Linked DNA regions of Sus scrofa: all the other regions are linked to region 1. A link is a contact called in public Hi-C and targeted proximity ligation data. All regions are on one chromosome and are shown on one strand. The core of a region is the stretch at or near the end of the contact, and the rest is flanking DNA. Distances in the headings are between cores, read along the strand shown. Region 1 holds the start of PICK1 (PRKCA-binding protein). Region 2 holds the start of TMEM184B (transmembrane protein 184B). Region 3 holds the start of LOC100523244 (casein kinase I). Region 4 holds the start of MAFF (transcription factor MafF). Region 5 has its middle 49 kb from the start of KCNJ4.

Region 1 (2,770 bases), core at 191-2,690:
CACTGCTGCCCTAGTGGGAGAGGCTTCCCTGTGCCCAAGGGGATCTGGCTCCCACCAGACCAGGGCTCCCTTCTGCTTCCCCAGCCTGGCAGCCCCTGCTCCCCATTTCCCCACCTCGCTTAGGACTCGGGGGAGGGGGAGGCAACGCCCCCCACCTCTCTGGCTCCCTCACTCTCTTCTAGTCTCCTGAGCTTTCCAGCGCCAGGATGGTCGACTCTGGCCTCCTGCTTCTGAAATCAGAGGCCTCCACTGACTCTGACCACTGCCTGGTCTCTGGGCTTCTGCTCTCAGAGTCAGTTATTCATTCCCTCATCAGGTTATGTGTTGAAGGTACCATGTGCCAGGCGATGTGCTAGGTATTGGTGATAGAGATTCCACCTGAACAGGCCAGGTTTCTGCTCTCAGGGAACTTGCAGTTTACAGAGACAAGCAAACAAATGTGTAACCGAAACTGTGCCGCGTGTCAGGCTGGAGATGAGCAAATGTCCTGAAATCGACCATCCAAGCACTGTGCTTTAGCTGGCAATCACGGAGGGCTTCCTGGAGAAGGTAACAGGGCAGAAGAGATGTGGATGACGTAAGGGAGTGGGCATACCTGGGGGAAGAATGTTCCAGACAGAGGGAACTACAAGAGCGAAGGCCCTGAGATGGAAAACTTCCAGCCCATTCCAGGAACAGCAAGCCGCCAGAGGCCCTGGAACAGGATGTGAACAGGAGGAAGGGTGGGCCCTGGGCTGGAGGAGCAGCCAGTCCCAGATCTCTGGGTCAGAGAGGAGTTATTCTGCATGTGACAGGAGATGTCGGGTGGCTTTGGGCAGAGAGTGTCACGGTCTGACTTAAATTAAATCCCAGCACTCAGGGGAGTTCCCATTGTGGCGCAGTGGTAACAAGACCAATTGGTATCCATGAGGATTCGGGTTCGATTGCTGGCTCTGCTCAGCTCACGGTGTTGCCGTGGGCTGTGGAACTTCCATATGTAGCTGGTACGATCCTAAAAAGCAAATAAAATTGTAAAAATAAAACCAACACTCAGGCTCTTTTAATACCGATTTTTTCCATGGAGTCTAAGGCTCAGAGAGGTCAAGGTACGTTTCCAGAGTCACACAACTGCCATGAAACCAATGCTCTGTCCAGCTCACCCCCCCAGCTCCCACCTGCCATATCCCTTCCCACTGGGCTCCCCCCGCCTTTTTTTTAGTGCCACACCCTCGGCCTATGGAAGTTTCCAGGCTAGGGGTTGAATCAGAGCTGCAGCTGCCAGCCTATGCCTCAGCCACAGGCACGCGGGATCCAAGCCTTGTCTGTGACCTACACCACAGCTCACTGCAAGTCCAGATCCTTAACCCACTGAGCAAGGCCAGGGATCGAACTCGAGGCCTCATAGATACTAGTCGGGTTCATTACCACTGAGCCATGACAGGAAATCCTGGGCTCCCCTTCTGCTGTGGGGCCTTGCTCAGCGCTCCGAGATGGGAGATATTACCTGGGTGGATGGCTGCCCTTCCCTCTCGTGTGAGCTCTGGCAGGGCAGGACCTTGCTTTTCTTGTTCCCTGACCAGAGAGGCCCAATACCTGTTAGCTGCTAGTATTACTGCTCCTATCTGTTCGCTTTTAGAACCTATGCTTTTAGTCTCCATGCTGCTGACGAATCGAACTGAATTCCACCCACCCACCCCTGGTTCCCTGACTTTCATAGGGGCCTGTGATGCTAGTGGTGAGTCAGTGAGGAGTCAGGCCTTATGCCGGGGCCATGACAGCACTGAGGGATGGGCAGGTCAGGCTCAGCTCTCCATGTACGTAAGCAGCCTCACCCATCACCCACAGACCACAAAGACTTGTGGTTGCTCTAGCCAGCCATGACCTGGGGAGGGGCAGTGACTGATGGGAAGAGAAAGATTGGGGGAGCTCTGGTGCCCCAGTAGGTTTTTCTCCCAATGGCCACTGGATGGCAGCACTTCCCCAGAAATATGGCGTTGTAGGGGGCAAGCTTCTCCTGATGGAATCAGGCTCAGAACCTGAGGGTTGGAATCTTGAAGGAGACCTAGGCCCAGAAAGGGGTTGGGACTTGGCCTGGGCTCACACAGCCTTCAGTGGCCAGGCTGAGCCAGAGGTCATCTGCCTGCCTGGATGGACTCTGGAGCAGTAGGAGATGGGGGTGGGGGATGCAATTCTCCCTGTGGACTGGTTAGGACTTGGTGGTGGCCTTTCACCGCCCTCACTGTCTGTCTCCTGCCACACTGTGATTCTCTGTGGAGAGGGGACTATGCCTTGTATGCACCATCGCCTACACCAGCTATATCCCCTGCCTGGGTCACCATGCCCCTCTTCTAGGCCGGAGACCCACCAGCACCTCCTTCAGGACCCAGCTGAGATGTTGCTTCCTCCAGGAAGCCTTCCCTGGCCTTTGGTCTGGGCAGAAGCCCCTCCTCGGGGCTCACAAAACATGCTGGTTTCCTCCTGGATGGTGAGGCCCCCGGGGCAGGGATGGTTGGTGTAGCCGAACAGGCCCACCCTGAGGATGCTCAGATACTGTACCTTCCGAGCCTGCGACGCAGTGGTCCTCAAACTGCAGGAGGCCCTGAAGTCACCCACAGAGCTTCGGGGAAATGCAGCCTCCAAGATCTCCCCTTCCCGGACTCTGACCGATAGGTCTGAGACAGAGCCAGGAGCCTGCGTGTGAGGTACTTCCCAGGCGAGTCGGATGCAGGGGCCGAAGCAGCCTAAGGCCTTTGAAGTGTGCCACTGGCCCTGCCCTCTGAATTGGCCAAAT
Region 2 (2,715 bases), core at 99-2,598, 200 kb after region 1:
AACCTGAGAGGTTTGTGTCCAAAGCCTGATAAAATGGACACATAGGTCTGACTGCTGGGGCCTTCCCGCTCCACCGTCCCCATCCTGATGGACACAGCCCCCGCTGGCAAGATGTCCTGATGTGCAGAATCCAGAGGGTCCACCAAGCACGCTGAAAAGGAAGGGCGACAGGCAGGGATGCTGCACACATACATAGCCTGTGAAGGAGTCACACCTCTGAGACCTGCGCCTCGGCTGCAGGTGCGTGAGCTTGTTTGCCTGGCGGCCTCGGCGGCACAATGGCCTCCAGGGCACAGATTGCTGCTTCTTTCCTTACATAAGGTACCAGGCAGTCAGATAAATAATACATGGCCTTCACCTCACACACAGGTATCAGACATGCAAACACCTGCTTTGCCCCACAGCTCCCTGGGTGTGTGTGCATGTGTAATGTCTGGCCTTGCACAACCCCAGAGGGGTAAGGGATGGGAACAGATAGCCATGCCCACCTCTCAACCCCATCACCTTGCCTTTGGCCTGGAGTCGACCAGCACTAGCCCCCAGCAGTGTGCTCAGGAAGGAAAGGTACAAGGTGGAGGCACACACTCTGAACCATCTCTGTGGTCCCTCTCCAAGCAAATATCTTTAGAGCCCCAGGTTCCCGTGGGGGACCCTCCGGATTGCCCACCTGTACACAAGGCGTGTGTACACCTTCAAGCATGCATCCCCAAAGGCCTGGCCAGGCCAGCCACCATCCCAGATCACAGCTACCGGCACAGGGCAAGGCTGACTCCCCCGCTCGCTCGGCAGTGCCAGGCGCCAGCACACCCACCGGGCGCACACAATCCCACTTGCAAACGGCCTGTCCATCCGCCTCCCCTCTCCCTCAGCCACCCCCACGGGCAGGTCCGATTACACTCCAGGCGCGGGCCCCGCCACGTTGGCGAGGAGGGGGCCAGGGCACACCCACGGGCGGCCCCGCGACCTCGCAGGGCGAGCAGGGGGCGCAGGGCGGCCCTGGCGGGGCCGCCCGACGCCCCTTCCCTCCGGGGCTAGGCCGGCCACCTTAGTCCCCTCCCCAACCGGGGACCCGCGGCCAAGGCGACCCATCGGGCGCCCCCAGAACGGGCCTCTCCAGAACGGAGCAGCACCCCCAGCCCCGGGAGCCCTCGGCCGCCCCCCTCAGGGCCTCCAGCGCAGGGCGAGCGGGAGGGGTACCTCAGGAGCCCATGGCGGCGGCGCGGGCGGGCGATGCTCGGCAGCTGGACTCTGCGGGAGAGGCAAGCGGACAGCACCGCAGCCCCGGCGTCTCGCCGCCGCCGGCGCGTCCGGGGCCCAGCGGAGTGCCGCCGCGGCGCGCCTGCGCACTGAGCGCGCCGCCGGGGAGGGCGGGGCGGCAAACCCGAGGCTGAGATCACCCGCCCGGCCTTAAAGGAGCCGCTGTCCCCTACCCTCGCCGCTGGGATGGTTCCCGGTTCTCCCGCCGCTCACAGACCTGCCAAGAGTCGCCTCCCCACCTCCATCCGACCTCCAACCCTACCCGCCGCTGAGCTTCTTGGAGTGCAGGGACAGAGTCACAGGCTCCAATCTCTGTCCCTGGCACTCGCTGGCAGTATGGCGCTACACTTCTTTTAACGCTAGTTGCCTCCATTTGGGCCCGTTTGAAGATGAAGCAAGATCGAACGGCAAGTTGTCGGCTGAAGGATGCATGTGGAACTGTGGAATGAATGTATAGAGAGGTGCTGTGGGCAGTAAAGCGAGATGAAATTGCAAAGTTGAGGATGCGGTTTTTCTTCCTCCTTCACTTAGCAGCGCTTTTTCTTGCCCCATCTCGCTCTAGGTGGCCTAACTAGCAAAATTCTTCAGATAGCATTCTAGTCACCTAGCCCATTTCTGTTTGCCAGGTCCACACCCAACTCGGTTTAACTGAAAAACAAAATCCAAGCAAGTTCTGGCTTTAATGTGTTCAAGATCCCCAAATTTATTTCTACCCCTAGCCCAGACTCCTCCCCCGAACTGTGTACTCAACACTTCATACTTGAGGTCCAAGAGGATCTCAACAGGCCCACTGAAGCCCTACTCAACATGCCCACAGTAGAACCATCTTTCAAAGGCAGAAGAGACCTGCACCTGCTTAGCCTCACAACAGCAGTTAGCAATTCCATCCTTTCAGCCCCAGCCCAGAACTCCTGCAGTCTTCTTTGATTGTTTTTTGTTGGTTTGTTTGTTTGTTTGTTTGTTTTTGTCTTTTCTAGGGCCGCACCCTAGGCATGTGGAGATTCCCAAGTGGCATGTGGAGATTCCCAGGCTAGGGGTCTAATCGGAGCTCTAGCCAGCCTACGCCAGAGCCACAGAGCCTTGGGATCCGAGCCACCTCTGCCACCTACACCCCAGCTCACGGCAATGCCGGATCCTCAACCCACTGAGCAAGGCCAGGGATCGAACCCGCAACCTCATGGTTCCTAGTCGGATTCGTTAACCACTGAGCCACGACGGGAACTCCTTCTTTGATTGTTTTTTGTTTTTTCTTTTCTTTTGGCTGCGCCCGCGGCATGTGAAAGTTCCCTGAGCCAGGGATGGAACCCACCTGTTGCAATGACAACACTGGATTTTTAACCAGCTCTGCCACCAGGAAACTCCAAGTCATCCTTGAATCTCTCCTCCCACCCCCTTACCCACTGGAGCAGGAAATTATATTGGCTCTACCAGCAAAATTGATCTAGCCTCTGACCACTT
Region 3 (2,700 bases), core at 151-2,650, 240 kb after region 1:
GACACCCAGGCACAAACAGAGTTTTCTGTTGCACAGAGACTTGCAAAACATGGATTTCTCACGCGCAGAAACCGGAGAATCTGAGCTGATAAATAACCCCCACCCCTTTCTTTCTCTCCACAATGGAAAAGAGAATCGGTGGCTGGGTGACCACACACCCCATCACCCTAGGGCCCCCAAGCGCCCCCATCCATCGTGCGGGAGCAGCCCTCCTGACCCCTAGGTCTGGAGCACCCGACCCAGGAGCGAAGGGGTGGGGGACGCTGCTGATAGTCTGGTGGAGCCTGCTGAAGCCCAGGGTCTGGTCGGGGATCCCGAATCAACAGTATCGGGTGTCCCCAGCACCCTCGTCCAGGAGCCCCTCCCTCAGCGTCCCCAAATCTCAGCCCGGGGTGGCCACCTCGGGTGGCTGGGGCCTTGAAGGGTCCAGCTGGGGGAGGGGGAGGCGGGCTGGACTGGCGGGGGCGGGGGGCTCTCCCGGGCAAGCCTGCAAAATAATAGTCACCCTCCTCCTTCTCCTCCTCGTCCCCAGCCGCGCCTTTGTCCTCGCCGGGCCGAGCGGGCGGCGCCCGGGCTGCCCCCCCATACCCGAGTGCGAACGCGCGTGTGTCCGCCCTCCCTTCCCCTCCCTCTCGCGCAAAAACAAAGAGGCGGAGGGAGTCCGGTTTCCCCCCAGGTTTGCGCCCCTCCGCGGGCCCGAGGACCCCCAATATTTACCCCGCCGGGAAGGCGCCGGTGCCGGGCCGCTGCTCGGGGGCTGCCGCGGGCGGGGGCGACCCGCCGGGGCGGATGCCGGAGGATTCGCAGAGCCGCCCGGCGCGCCAGCCTCTCCCGGCCCAGCTACCGCCGCCGCTGCCGCCGCCGCGCACCGCTCTGCTCGGCCCCGGCCGGGCTCAGGCTCTAGGTTCTCAACGCCGCCGCCACCGCCTCCCTCCTCCGGGCCCTCCTGCCCGCCCCCGCCGCCGGCTCGCGCGCTCCCGCCCGGCGCGCGCCCGCCGGTTCCCATTGAGCCCCGGGCCCGCCCGGTGATGTCATCCCCGGCCCGCCGCCGCCCCGGAGGATTTAAAGGGCCCGAGCCCTCCGCTCCCGGGGACGCTGGGGCGGGGGCGGGGTGGGGGGTGTCTGTAGCCAGGAAACACGCCCTCCACCCCCAGGCTGGCGAGGAGCTCCTTGCAGGAAGGGAGTCTTACGTGTGGGTCCTGAGAGCACACACAGACACTAGCACCCTGAGCCAATGGGGGTACAGGTGGAAAAGCCTGGGTGGGGGTGGGGAGGAGGAGGGCATACAGAAAGCTGGGGTCTTCTAGACTCAGAGCCTCCTCTTCCCTCGGCCAGGTTCTCTTTCCTCTCACCTCCTTGCAGTGGGCCCCTCGGAAGGCGGGTGTTTTTGTGGGTTCCTGCAAAAGGAAAATGTTTAGTGAGTTAGGGGCTCCGAGTGCTGCAGAGCACACAGGCCAGTTTGATTCAGGGGCCAACGATTTAACAGGACAGGACGGCAGGAGGTGGAGGGACATTGACAAAAGGCCCAGACAGGCAGCTGGAGCTGTGCTGTGCTATCCCCCTACCGAAAAATCAAAGCCAAAGACCCTTCCCTTCTCCTCCTCCAGTAGCTCAAACTGTGATGGGCACAGAGCTGACCTCAATCCCAGTCCTCTTTAATGAGGGACCCCACACACTGCTATGGGACCAACACTTGAATCAAGGTCCCAAGTGGGTACACTTTTAGCCAAGTCCCCTCCCAGCTCGGGGCTTGGGCTTCCTAATCTGCAAATCGAGAAAGAGCACCAGTCCCTCTCCTGGTCACCAAGAATTAATTAAGGCTTTCTACTGGCTTCCAAAGCATAGTTATTAAGGCGATGACATTTACACTGGACCATGCAAAGCTCCAAATTATGACACATGTCCATTCTCAGCATACAGCTGAGGCTGTGGACACAGAAAATGCTGGAGTGCACTGCATCCAATCCCAGAAGCATGGCTCCCACGAAGAGTCACTCTCACAATACCACATCTTCCTTGAGTTTGAGGGACTTAGTCACACACTGTCCAAACTGGCAGGAGCCCCTCAGACCAGGTTCTTTTTTCCTAGAGCAGGAAGCTGCAGCTCAGAGAGGGGAAGGGGTTGGCCCCAGACCACACAGCGCTGACTCTGTTCTCCCATTGGTCCTTGGGAAACTGAGTCTGTCATGGGCTCATTTCCAAGAGCAGGAGAGTGAGGACCAGCCTCCCAGGAAAGGTTTAGGGCACTCAACTGGGGACCTGCCCTCAGTGCCACTTTTGCCAGAGGAGAGGGTCACCAGCCAAAGTGGTGGGGTTTGTTGGTTTTTTCTTTTGTCTTGTTAGTTAATTCCCAACTCTTTTTTTTTTTTTTTTTGGTCTTTTTTAGGATCACACCTGTGACATATGAAAGTTCCCAGGCTAGGAGGCTAGGGGTTGAATCAGAGCTGGAGCTGGAGCTGCCAGCCTATATCACACCAACAGCCACACCTGATCCGAGCCACATCTGTGACCCAGGCCACCACTTGCGGCAACGTGGGATCCTTGAACCACTGAGCAAGGCTAGGGATCAAACCTGCATCCTCATGAATACTAATCAGGTTCCTAATCCTCTGAGCCACAACGGGAACTCCAATTCCCAACGTTTTAAAATGGAAAGATTTCATATTACAGGTCCGTATTCCCTATTTCTCTGGAAGCACT
Region 4 (2,733 bases), core at 171-2,670, 130 kb after region 1:
GCATTTATTGAGGGCTTACTGTGCTAGGCACAGGACATGCAGTGGTCAGCAAGATAGACAAGGGTCTACTTACATGAAACTTGCATTCTGATTGAAGACAGACCTGAACAATAAGCAAATAAGCAAGATAATACCCCATGGAGATATTAAGTTAATATAAAAACGAATTTCAGGGGTTCTCGTCGTGGCTCAGTGGTTAATGAATCCGACTAGGAACCATGAGGACAAGGGTTCGATCCCTGGCCTCTCTCAGTGGGTTAAGGATCTGGCATTGCCATGAGCTGTGGTGTAGGTTGCAGACACGGCTCCAATCCCATGTTGCTGTGGCTGTGGTGTCAGCTGGCAGCTATAGCTCCCATTGGACCCCTAGCCTGGGAACCTCCATATGCCACGGGTATGGCCCTAACAAAAAAAAAAAAAAAAATTTCAGAGGTGGGGGCTTTCAGGAAAGGTCTCTCTGAGGCAGTGACATCTGAGCTGACCTGAAAGATGAGAAAGAGCCAGGCAGTGAACAGAAGAGGAAAGAGCAAGTGCAAAGGACCTGTGGCAGGAATGAGCTTGGTGTGTTTGAGGAACAGTAAGAAGGGCCGTGTGTCTGAAGAGTAGTGGTGCCAGGAAGGTGACAGGAGGTGAGGCTGCAGAGCTGGGGAGAGGCCAGATGGCTGGAGGCCAAGGGAAGGAGTCGAGTTTATATCCTAAACGCAAAGGGGAACTTTTGAGGGTGTTCAGCCAGAGGGTGGGAGTGTGTGAAACAGTCTCATTTTTTCATTTTGAGAAGAACATGGTCTGAGATGTGAAGAAGCCCTGTAGGGACAAAGCGAGGAAGCTCTCAGGGGGCTGTGGCTATTGTCCAGGTAAGTTGATGGTCCCTGGGTCAGGTAGTAGGACCAGAGGTGGGGTCAGATGCAGGTAGTGTTGGAGGTAGAGCCAGCCTGACTGGGGGGAAGTGAGGAAGGAGAAAGGGGTGGAGCAAGACTCCTGGGTCTGGGCTAGAACAGCTGAGATGGTGGAAACTGGGGGTGTAGGATGCTGAGGTAAGGTTGATGCTCAGGAGTGGGATTCTGGGTATATGCAGTCCCCATCTGGTACCCACATGTCGGAGCTGAGTGGGCAGTTGGATTCAGTCTGGAATTTAGAGAAGCTGTTTGCTCTGGAAATACAAATTTGGGGCTCCAGAGCTTATAGATGGCATTTAAAACCACGAGACCAGATGAGATCATTAAGGCAGAGTGTGTAGGTCGAAAGGAGAAGAGGCCCAGGACTGTGGACTGTAAAATGAGACAAATGACACCTTCACCCGCGCAGCTCTGGTGAGGTGTCACGTGAACGCCCCCAGCCAGCGCTCTAACTGGGATTGAGACTCCAGGGGGCGGGGCCTGGGTGTGGGCGTGGTCTTTGCCGGGGAGGAGCTGGTGGGGGCGGGGCTGAGGAGCCGGGAGGCCGCTCCAGGGGCTGGGGGGCGGCCGGCGCGGTGACGTCAGCGCATGACTGGGTTTTTATGAATGAAAGGAATCCTGTGAGTGAGTAATTCCGGGAAGCTCGCCTTACAACTCTGCGCGGCCCCCAGCGCTGCCCGCCCCACAACAAAACTCCGCGCGGCTCTCGCTGGAGCTGGGCTCAAAGCGACCTGCGATTGGGACCAAAGGGGAGACGGAGCAGGGTTCGGGCCAGGACAGCAGCTGGGACAGCAGCGGGACCCACGCGTGCCCGGGACGCCAGGCGAAGCAGGCCGAGAGTCGGGTGAGAGTCGCGGGTTCCGAAGCCGGACGGGCGCGCGGGGCCCCGAGGCGGCGAGGTCTCCGCGACCCCGGAACGTGCCTGGGGCGGAGCGCCGGGGTCCATTCCGTCGGTGCTCCCGCAGACACCTCGCCGGGACGGCTGGCATGGGGAGAGAGGGGCAGGAGGCAGAGGTCCGGTGGGACCGTGACGCGGCCGAAGCAAGTTTGGCCGGTCCGGGGGGACGGGCCCCTTTTGGGGGCGCGGGCCCCCCGGCGGAGAAGCCGGGCAGGAAGGGGCAGCGCGGGCCAGCGAGCGTCAGCGTCCGCCCAGGCGGGGCGGGGGGCGGTGAGTGCAAGTACGTGACTCTGTGAGAACAGTCCCTGGACTGGTGCCCGCGGGCGGTGCGTGCGCGGTTTGTTTACGTCCGAAGGGCGGGCGTGCGTGTGTGTTTCCTGGCCAGCGTTCTGGGTATCCTGCCCGGTGCGTGTGCCGCGTACCTTGGAGGGAGTGGGGGGGGGGGAGAGAGAGATTGATGGTGTGTGTCCGGGCGCTCTCAGGCGGGTGAGGACCCTGGGGCCTGTGTACCAGCCGACTATACCTCGGAGAGAGTGTGCCCGCTGGAATAAACACGGAGTAAGAACTGAGCGAGGGAAGCGGCCCAGTCCATAGTTACAAGGGGTCCGGGAATTCTGTCCCCTTCCTACTGACCGGCGGCAGCCGGGCCCTTGCTCTCCCTGGAGTTTCCCAGGGCCACGACCATGTGACGGAGATATTTGTCCCCCGCCCAGAGCCGGCGCCTTCAGCCACAGGGTGGGGTGAAACATGAAAGATGCCACCAGGCTCAGCTGCGGGAGGGGGTGAGGGAGCCACTCCTGGGCCCAGCACCCTGGTGGGTCTGGCAACAATGTGGGCTGGCACCCAGGTCCTTGTCCCCAGGTTTTCCGGCTGCCTGGGGAAGACAGACCCTCCCTTTGAGACTCTCCTTCATCCCCAGGGTTGCCCAACACCTCAGCC
Region 5 (2,700 bases), core at 96-2,595, 250 kb after region 1:
AGCATTTGGATCCTCTGGCTCTTTAAATAGGCCTGGATTTGGAAAGAAATTCAATTAAGTGGTTCTTTGCCTAAATTAATGGGATTATTTTTTGATTGAATCATGGCCGATTCTTTCAAGACTGAATTTGCCTCCTCTCTGAGGCTTTTCAAGACCTTACCAGGGAGTTCGGGGGGCGATGGAGAACGCTGACCACTTCAGGTTCACTCTGCACAGCAACTGCTTCCTCTGGGAACCGCCCCCCCTCCCCGAGGACCCCCGACTCCCCTGTTTCACAGCAGTCACGCCTCCTTGCCTGGCTTCCTGGCTCTCACTGGTGATGGTAAAAGGGTTCCAGAACTGTCTCCACATCAGGCTCTCAGTTCTTTGGGGACAGGGATTGCAGATTCACCTGGTCTCAGGGCTTGGCGCCGGTCTTAGCCCAAAGCAGGGGGCATGGGCCAGCGCAGGCATGAATTCAACTGAACTGACCCCAGGTCTTCTGACTCCAAAGCCTCCCTCCCACTGGGTTCTTCTGAGAGAAGGGAGGGGGTTTCTAACTGACATAGGGTGGGATTATACCCTGAGTCCCCCGTCACTCCACTCCCAATCCAGCGAGCCAGCATCTAACACCCACTATGACATAGCTCTAAAACGCAACTGCCTTTACAGTTTGCAATTTTATTTTATTTTATTTTATTTTATTTTATTTTATTTTATATTTTATTTTATTTTATTTTTCAGGGCTGCAGTGCAGCGTATGGAGGTTTCCAGGCTAGGAGTCGAATCAAAGGCTGCAGCTGCCAGCCTAGGCCACAGCCACGGCAGCACAGGACCCAAGCTGCATCCTCAATCTATACCGCAGTTCACAGCAATGCTGGATCCTTAACCCATTGAGCGAGGCCGGGGATTGAACCCGCGTCCTCATGGATACCAGTCGTGTTCTTAACCTGATGAGAAACAACGGGAGCTCTGAGAAGTAGATTCTTCACCTCTCTTTACAGCTGACCTCCCTGGGGCTCAGAGAGGGGTGGAGCCTCACCTAAAATCACACAGCCAGTGGGTAGGGGGCCATCAGGACTCCAAGCTCCTGTAGGGCCGGGCGGAGGCCAGGGGGTGTGCGGGGCAGTGGAGAGATCTTAGGGAGGGCCTCCTCCTGTGCTTGAAGGGTAGAGGGCTGAGGGCTGGGGAGGATGGCAGGGCCTGTGGCCTGAGCTGTGAGATGGGGCAGCAGAAGGTCAGGGAAGATTCCACAAAATCCTGGGAGATGAGGAGGTGGCCGGCAGGAGTGGGAGGAGGAAATGGATATGGACTCACGCATTCGCGCATCAGCAGACTGGAGGGCCTGCCAAGGCTAGTCCTGGGTGGGGCCTCGGAGGGGCCTGGCATGACACCCAGCTCGCTGCTCACAGGAGGGGCAGGGGCTGGGGTGAGGAGCTGGAGGGAGGTGACTGGCCCTCTCCTTGCAGGGCGAGGGAAGCTACCCGGGAGGGAGAGGGCAGTTTGGCCTGGGGGGTTAGTCTGGAAGATACCGAGGGAGGAGGAGGCGTTGGCCTGGCAGGGAAATGATGATTCTGAGGCCGATGCTTAGGGAGTGCCCGCTGTGCACCTGGCTCCATCTACAAGCTCTCCACCAGCTGACCCAGCTCTCAGGCCTTCCTGGGAGCTGGTGCTGTCAGTATTGCCAGTTAACGTCTGGAGAACCCTGGTGTTGAGGCCAGTGCCTTGTTCAAGGTCACGCAGCTGGTAAGAGGCTGGTGTGGCTTTGAATGCAGGCGGGAAGGATCTCAAGCCTGGCTCCTAACTAGGCTGCCTGGCCTCACCGCGCCTGGGGTCACCAGGCAGGGGGACCAGCAAACCGATGGCAAGAAGACTTGGGTTCAAGCACCACCCCCACCCGCCGTGTACTTGTAACTGTGCAACCTTGACCTCTCTGAGCCGCCACTTCAGATGCGGAAGGGATCCTGTCTGAAGTTCATGGAGATAGGGCCCTGTGCCTGGCATATACCAGGCACTCGGTAAACTGGGGTCCCTTCCCTCCCTTGTGCCCTGAGGAGGTCAGGGTCAAAGAGGCATAGGGGCTTCCCTCCCGGGGGTCTAGAAAGGTCTTCTTGTCCAGCCCCCTGTGTGTACAGAGAGCAGGCTTCTCTCCAGCCAGAGGTGGGTCCCCGCGAGAAGGAAATTCTTTGAACTTCTTAATGATGATGGGGAGGCGGTGACAGTAGCGACGAAGATGACGGTGGTGGCAGCAGTAGTGACGAAGCTCTGGCCCCTCCCTGGCATTCCGGCCAACCCGGGCGGGTTCAGCCAAGTGCTGGGCATAGCTCTGGGGGTGTGTGAGTGTGAGTGCCCAGAAAACTCCGCCTCGGGGACTGACGATGGCCTCGGTTCTGTCAACAAGGGTGCCCTGGCCTCAGGTCACAGCCCTGGATGATTCCCTCGGCCCCACCTCGACTGTCCTCTGACCCAGCGTGTCCTGGGGGATTGACTCCCAGGAGACCACACTTCCTAGAAGTTCGTAACCAAAGTCCAGAGGAGGGGACACTTGGCTGCTGAGGGCACACAGCAGATCTTGCCCAGCAGGAACCCAGGGCTCCTGACACCTCTCTCCGCCTCCCCCACTTGTTCCCACTGAACTAAGAGGGTGGACGGGAAAGCTGCTTAAAACCAATCCCTTTAGCCGATCCTGCCTGAGCCTCTACTGTGCTCTGGCACCAGGAA

What was found. A called contact is a pair of places that touch in the nucleus more often than the background predicts.
Region 2: a contact with region 1 is called in a targeted proximity ligation map of skeletal muscle, with 2.9 times the contacts expected there. A contact is called at or near these places in 1 of 47 Hi-C or Micro-C datasets (embryonic fibroblasts) and 2 of 2 datasets of targeted methods (alveolar macrophages and skeletal muscle).
Region 3: a targeted proximity ligation map of skeletal muscle shows a contact between it and region 1. A contact is called at or near these places in 1 of 47 Hi-C or Micro-C datasets (embryonic fibroblasts) and 2 of 2 datasets of targeted methods (alveolar macrophages and skeletal muscle).
Region 4: a contact with region 1 is called in a targeted proximity ligation map of alveolar macrophages. A contact is called at or near these places in 2 of 2 datasets of targeted methods (alveolar macrophages and skeletal muscle).
Region 5: a Hi-C map of retroperitoneal adipose tissue shows a contact between it and region 1, with 1.7 times the contacts expected there. A contact is called at or near these places in 12 of 47 Hi-C or Micro-C datasets (embryonic fibroblasts, fetal heart ventricle, fetal liver and 7 more) and 2 of 2 datasets of targeted methods (alveolar macrophages and skeletal muscle).

What each region holds. Positions count from the first base shown.
Region 1 is chr5:9,828,347-9,831,116 of Sscrofa11.1, reverse strand. PICK1 (PRKCA-binding protein) reads left to right here and starts at 1,440. Exons shown (of 13, transcript XM_003355340.4): 1 at 1,440-2,770.
Region 2 is chr5:9,632,187-9,634,901 of Sscrofa11.1, reverse strand. TMEM184B (transmembrane protein 184B) reads right to left here and starts at 1,348. Exons shown (of 10, transcript XM_005655511.3): 1 at 1,198-1,348.
Region 3 is chr5:9,593,161-9,595,860 of Sscrofa11.1, reverse strand. It overlaps LOC100523244 (casein kinase I), which reads right to left and starts at 1,400. Exons shown (of 10, transcript XR_002343899.1): 1 at 1,353-1,400.
Region 4 is chr5:9,694,815-9,697,547 of Sscrofa11.1, reverse strand. MAFF (transcription factor MafF) reads left to right here and starts at 1,420. Exons shown (of 3, transcript XM_001924465.4): 1 at 1,420-1,740.
Region 5 is chr5:9,574,541-9,577,240 of Sscrofa11.1, reverse strand. No RefSeq gene overlaps it. Among named protein-coding and RNA genes, the nearest start is that of KCNJ4, 49 kb to the right of the region's middle.